Regions from separate parts of the Mus musculus genome. Here region 2 is linked to region 1. A link is a contact called in public promoter capture Hi-C data. All regions are on one chromosome and are shown on one strand. The core of a region is the stretch at or near the end of the contact, and the rest is flanking DNA. Distances in the headings are between cores, read along the strand shown.

The links. Promoter capture Hi-C pulls out the DNA fragments that hold promoters and counts their contacts.
Region 2: a promoter capture Hi-C map of liver shows a contact between it and region 1, with 5 times the contacts expected there. The contact joins the enhancer-like site here to the promoter of Ift57 in region 1. A contact is called at or near these places in 8 of 39 promoter capture datasets (the 3T3-L1 cell line, 3T3-L1-derived adipocytes, the C10 cell line and 3 more), 1 of 484 Hi-C or Micro-C datasets (muscle stem cells), 2 of 115 datasets of contacts at active chromatin or transcription factors (the 230-238 cell line and fibro-adipogenic progenitors) and 1 of 9 other capture datasets (embryonic stem cells).

The regions. Positions count from the first base shown.
Region 1 is chr16:49,697,924-49,700,701 of GRCm38.p6, reverse strand. It overlaps Ift57 (intraflagellar transport 57), which reads right to left and starts at 1,408. Exons shown (of 11, transcript NM_028680.3): 1 at 1,153-1,408. The coding sequence starts at 1,364.
Region 2 is chr16:50,751,870-50,754,647 of GRCm38.p6, reverse strand. No RefSeq gene overlaps it. Among named protein-coding and RNA genes, the nearest start is that of Dubr, 20 kb to the right of the region's middle. Within about 2 kb of position 1,322, at least 101 of the 459 cell types and tissues checked have an H3K27ac peak or open chromatin away from gene starts, as enhancers often do. A contact at or near this core is called in liver and muscle stem cells, where this site is marked.

The sequences.
Region 1 (2,778 bases), core at 159-2,658:
GTACAAAGTGTCTTGCTCAAGCTTTGAGTTTCAGTACAGCAAGGCATTAATAAGAGCTCGTTAATAATATTACTATTAATAGTAAGTCCACTTTCCCTTTGTTTGACAGATAAATTTGAAAAACTTAACACTTTTATCCCCACCAAAAATGTTGGCCATCTATATTACTATGACCAATTTATTTTAAATAATAATCCCAATCTAGAAACTTCTATTATGGATCAGGATCAAGATGATCTTTCTTCTCTAATTTTTCTCCTTTTACAGACTAACTTGGCATTGTGGGCAGATTTTATACAAGAATTCTTCCAGACCTGTCTGGAAGAGGGTAAGAGCTTAAAACTGCCAAGAGAAATGATATGTGTCCCATTGATGGAAAAGAAAGTACGATAAATAACTCTTTAATTTCTTCTTACAGAATAAAACAAACACGGGATTTAGAGGGAAAAAAAAGCAATAGAACACAGTTATCACTAAGCTACCATGATTACAGGAGGGACTTTTGTCTATCACTCTTGACAACTATAGGCTCTGCCTTGGGGATATTCCAAACTTTCCCCACTACCGCAAGCGGGAACTTTAGGTCCTATATTGAGGGCCATTCCAAACACTTATTTCATTTGCCTTCTCCACTTCCCATTTTCTAAGAGTATTGTTGCAAAAGCACTAAGTCGTTTGAACCATAGTAATTAGCCCACAAGTTTACTTACTACATAACAAGTGCTGCTCAGAAATGTCCTAAGTATTCACAGTTGTTAGTTTACAAAGTCTAGCAAAGGAAAACATAAACTAGAAAGAGATCTAAATGATAAGGGCGCTCATCGCTAGAGATAGGTTTTTCTACCCTTTCTACTTTGGGTATTTTATTATATTTAAAACAAGATTTGTGTTTGGTAGACGGTGCGTGACTGTTTTGAAAAATGGGCAGACTGTCTTCCCCAGTCCTCCCTGCCATTACAAAACTTGTTTACTTTCTCCACAAAATGATCAAGTCTGAAAAACTACACCTTCCACAGTGCGGAAGTTTCCTTCCTGAGCACAGAAGCCAGAGGAAGGGATGTAAGGACCCCCGCGCGGGGTCTTCGCCTCACCTAAGGGGGAGCGTCCCCCTGGGGTCCAGCCAGCACCCGGCGCTGGGGGCAAGGCACGCACCTGGACGGGGGCTTCAGATTGCTCTTTCGGAGTAGCTCCTCCTCGTAGCGGAGCAGCTTCAGCTTCTCCACTAAGTCTTCCATCACCACGAACATGTGGTAGGCCGCTCCTGGCCCGCGCTCCACCACAGCCTCCCCTGCGCCTTCCCCGCGAGCCCGAGACACCCCATCGTCCAAGCCCGACGGCGGGATCACCGCGGCCGCGGCGGCCATCCCTGCTCAGACCCCCAGCGCCCGGCTGGGCTCCGGCCAGGATCTCTGCAGCCTTCGCCGCCCGCACCCCACAGACCGCACAGTCCCCACCGTTACCAGGCAACCGCAGGGCAGCCGGTCACCACGGCAACCAGACCCGCCTCCTTCGCTCCCAGCCGGCCTCTCTAAATTTTCACCAATCAAAGCTGGATTCTTACGTGACGTCACGCCATGCTGGTCCCTGGCCTAGGGGGTAGCTCCGCCCTATGGGCGTGGCGCATCGTCCCCCACCTCTTCCGCCTCTCCCGCGCGCCTTAAAGGCGTAGGGTCCCCAGCTATTTAGCGCTGCATGCTGAGTACAGCCAAGAGGAGCACAGGATCTGGTATTCTGCTCAGGGCTGCTGAATGAACAGACATCTGGTCATCGAGGTAGCAATTCAAAGGACTGAAACGAAGCAGAACAGAGTGTTGGAGGTTATGCTTGCTCAGTGATTCTTGTTTTATTTTCTCAAAGTGGGAAGTTGTGGTGAAACTCGCTGTCCTTAGGTTCACATTACCTCAGAAATTCCACCCGCAAGACTGCTAGTCTATTTCTTAACTTAATTGCTTATTAGATAGTGCTAGACTTACGAGTATATTCTAAATAAGACTTAAAGTCTTACAATGATCTTATCTCACTCCATTAGGAAAGCGGTTGCTTGGAAGAGGGCAGCTTGGGAAAAGATTTATACCACACACACATTGGCCTCAATCTGTTCCGAGCCCATGCAGATTTAAATTCTTGAGTACTAATGAAATCCCACAAAATATAGTATCTGGAAAGGAAGTGCTGCATTGTAGCACTTACATTTAGATAAGAACATTTCTGCTATTATGTCAGCACGTATTGACCTAGAAAACACATGGAGACATAACTGACCAGGGATGTGACTTATCCTTACAATAAAGTACTGCATCAGGCAATCTTTCTTGTAGTTAAAGATAAGAAGTGAAGCGAAGAGAAGTTGCCTAGCTACTTCTTAAGATAACTCAGAAGCAAGAGGTGTAACATTTGTCTGATTAACCCTGTGCCTGTTAAGGGGTCATCAACAGCTTATATCACACCCTAAATAATGTAGCAGGATCATATTTTTGACATAATTAAAATCTGAATCATATTTGTAAAAATCCTTGTGATAAAAGGAAGAGTTTTTCTTTCTAATCAGCCTTGTTTCTAATGCTAATAAAGGTATCCAAATGAAAAACATTGCTATTCATCAAATAAAAGACACACATAAAACTACTGATTTATGTAGAAAATAAAATGGAGATGAGAAATCCAAGGATAACTGGGTAATTGCACGCCTCACAGGTGGAGGTCAGAGGACAACCTTCTATATCAGTCCTCAACTACTACTTTGAGACAGACAGCTTTTCTGTAAACTTTTTTTAAATT
Region 2 (2,778 bases), core at 73-2,572, 1.1 Mb before region 1:
TTTTATGATACCCAACAAAGAACGGGGAAAGGCTACACTGGGAAGAACAGTGCACGGAAATAGAGAAGTGGAGGTCATTTTCTAGTTCCCCGAAGGGGTCTGTGATCCATTGCTATCCTTGTTTTTCTCTTAATAATAGGCTGACCAAGTTGACCTTCTTCTAGGGTCAAATATCAGCAGTTAGGTACTCGATGCAGTGGCCTCAGACAAGGGCACTGCCTGCTCTCGGTACTCGATGAAGGAGCCTGAGGTGAAGACGTTCATCCTCTAACAAGCCATCTGGGACCCTTGAGGCCTTAGGAAAGGAACCCACACTGAAAATCACCTATGTGAGTACAGTAAGAGTAGAAGAAGAGAAAAATAATAACTTGCCTTCCCTATTTAGGCAATAGGCCTGCCTGCAAAAGCCAGAGCTTGGCACTTCTGTATTCCCAAATGTCTCCCTGCCACCCCTTCTCACTTTCCAGTTGTCTCCAGATTTTATTTTGTATCCACTTTAGCTATGAGGTCACAGTTAATCCTTGAAGAATGTGTCTTGCTATAGGCAGAAACCTGATTCTTTCTGGGGACCAAAAGAAAAAAAGAAGACAAAGAAGAAGAAGAAAAGAAAAAAAAAAAACAGTAGACTTTGGGAAAACTGCAGTTGCTTTTGCATGTACAGGGAGAGCTTTTAGAGTCATTAGACTTAAAATGTTCTGTTTGTGAGACTGTCAAAAAGTTACTGCTCCCTGGAGGTTCCCCTAAGCCCCTCCCACTGACTCATGTCAGCTTGACTGCAGCTGCTCAAAAGCATGGGAATTTAAAAGCTTGCCACACAAGTGCAAGAGCTGTTGCCAGAACCGCTGCCACCAGACTGAATGGAAAGTCCCTACTGCAGAAGGTGTGGGGAGGAAGGGCCATCAACGGCAAAGCAGTGGAATGCAGGGTTGATAGAGATAAAAAGAAGCAGGAAGGAAATCACAAGTTCTCGGAGCTGCAAACTATTTCACCCTTTGACCTTGGGAAAGAAAACTCTCAGAACTTCAGTGTCCCTCTTTTGGAGAGGTTTTCTTTGACTTAAACTTTCCCTAGAAGTCAGAACTGATAAGTTGCCCATCATACCACTGGTCTAATATTTTTTTCATCAATGCTCAAAAGAAACTTCAATAGGAAGTTTTACTTTTGCTTTATTGTTATTATTTCCAGCCTAATAAAGTCCCAGCATTTTCCAGGGAAAGTATGTCTTAGCTCTCTGGTCCAGAAGTCCCCAGAGCCCAGGAAACGAGGTAAACAACGGCAGAGCCATGAGGCAAACTCCATTACTGCAGAGTTCTTCTCTTTGCCCCTTTCCACACCCCCTTCTGGAGTTCTGTAATTTTCCCATCTCACGCGTCAAACAGGAACATGATTTCACAAGCATCCATCCAAGGTATAAAAGGGAACATGGCTATTTTTGTCAGTCACTCTACCTTCAGAGATAGAAAGGACGGATGGAGGACGGAGCGGGCAAAGCTGGAGAAATGCTCTCTGGGTGTGAGCATTGATGCTGACTGCTCCCGCGGAGGGCAGGGGTTCAATTCCCAGCGTTCACTTGACAGCTAACAACCGTCTGTAATTCTAGTTCCAAGGGATCTGATACCTTCTGATCACTGAATACACGTGGTGCACAGATACGTGTGCAGGAAAAACACCCATACACATAAAATTAAAGATACAAAGGAAGCCGTTCTCGTGGCACTAAAATCTCCACGGCGTGCTTTATGGGGACTTCCTATTTAAACTGGACATCACAGTCCATCCATAGCTCACAATGAGACATATTGGAGATGGGAATGTAAAAAAAATACTGCAAATTTCTCCAGAAATACCTTTGTTTATCCCCCCCATCCACCCAAATGCAATGGTGCTCGTTATACCTGCTTGCCTACGCTGAAGCCCTTACCCCAGACAGAAACATCTTCAGTGCTTGTGAGAGAAAGCCTGCCTTGCTAGAAATGGTGTCTTCCGGAGCCTTTCTTCTTCTGTTAGGAAAACTTCTGTTAATGCTCTCCTTCCTTAGAGTTGATCCAGCCTGAGAGCACTTCAGACTGAGTCTCTTTCTCATGCCTGGAACCCCATCGCCACCGGCCCATCATCCCTAGTCGCGGCATCCCTAGACGGCTTCCTGCCACTTTGCATTGGGATCTTCATTTGAGGTGGGTCTTGTGGAAAGCCCGACTGATTCATTTTCTGCCAGGTTCCCAGTACATTTCCACAATGATCCGAAACTATTTATAACCGCTTTACTTCCTGGAATGTTTTTGCTGCGCCAAGGAAACTTCTAAAGTTTAAGGACGTCACTTTAGAACTGGCTGCTTGGCTCTGGTCCTACTTTCTTTTTAAATTCTGAACTAACAACAACTACAAAAAAAAAAAGAGCTGATGTTTAAACTGTCTCTATTAAATTGCCTTTCATTTATTTGTTTATTTTTGATAAGATTATGCCTCTTCAGCAAAACTCTTCACTCTCAGAGGACAAAAACTATGCCAGCTATTTACTGGTTTGCTTGTTCATTCCTTGCTTACTGCCACACTCCTTCCTGAGGTCAGCCCATAGCAAACCTACACACAGTGGGAGCACACACAGCAGCATATAGGTGTTGGAATCAACAAGGTATTTTGGCATTAATGTCTGCATTTCGGGTGGGCAATGCTTTTAGCCCTATAGAAAAATAAAAATGGAAATATTTGAAGGTTGGCCTATGAAATGCAAACTGACCTTTCTCTCATAGCTAAAACCTGTGGACTGGGAAGGGGTAC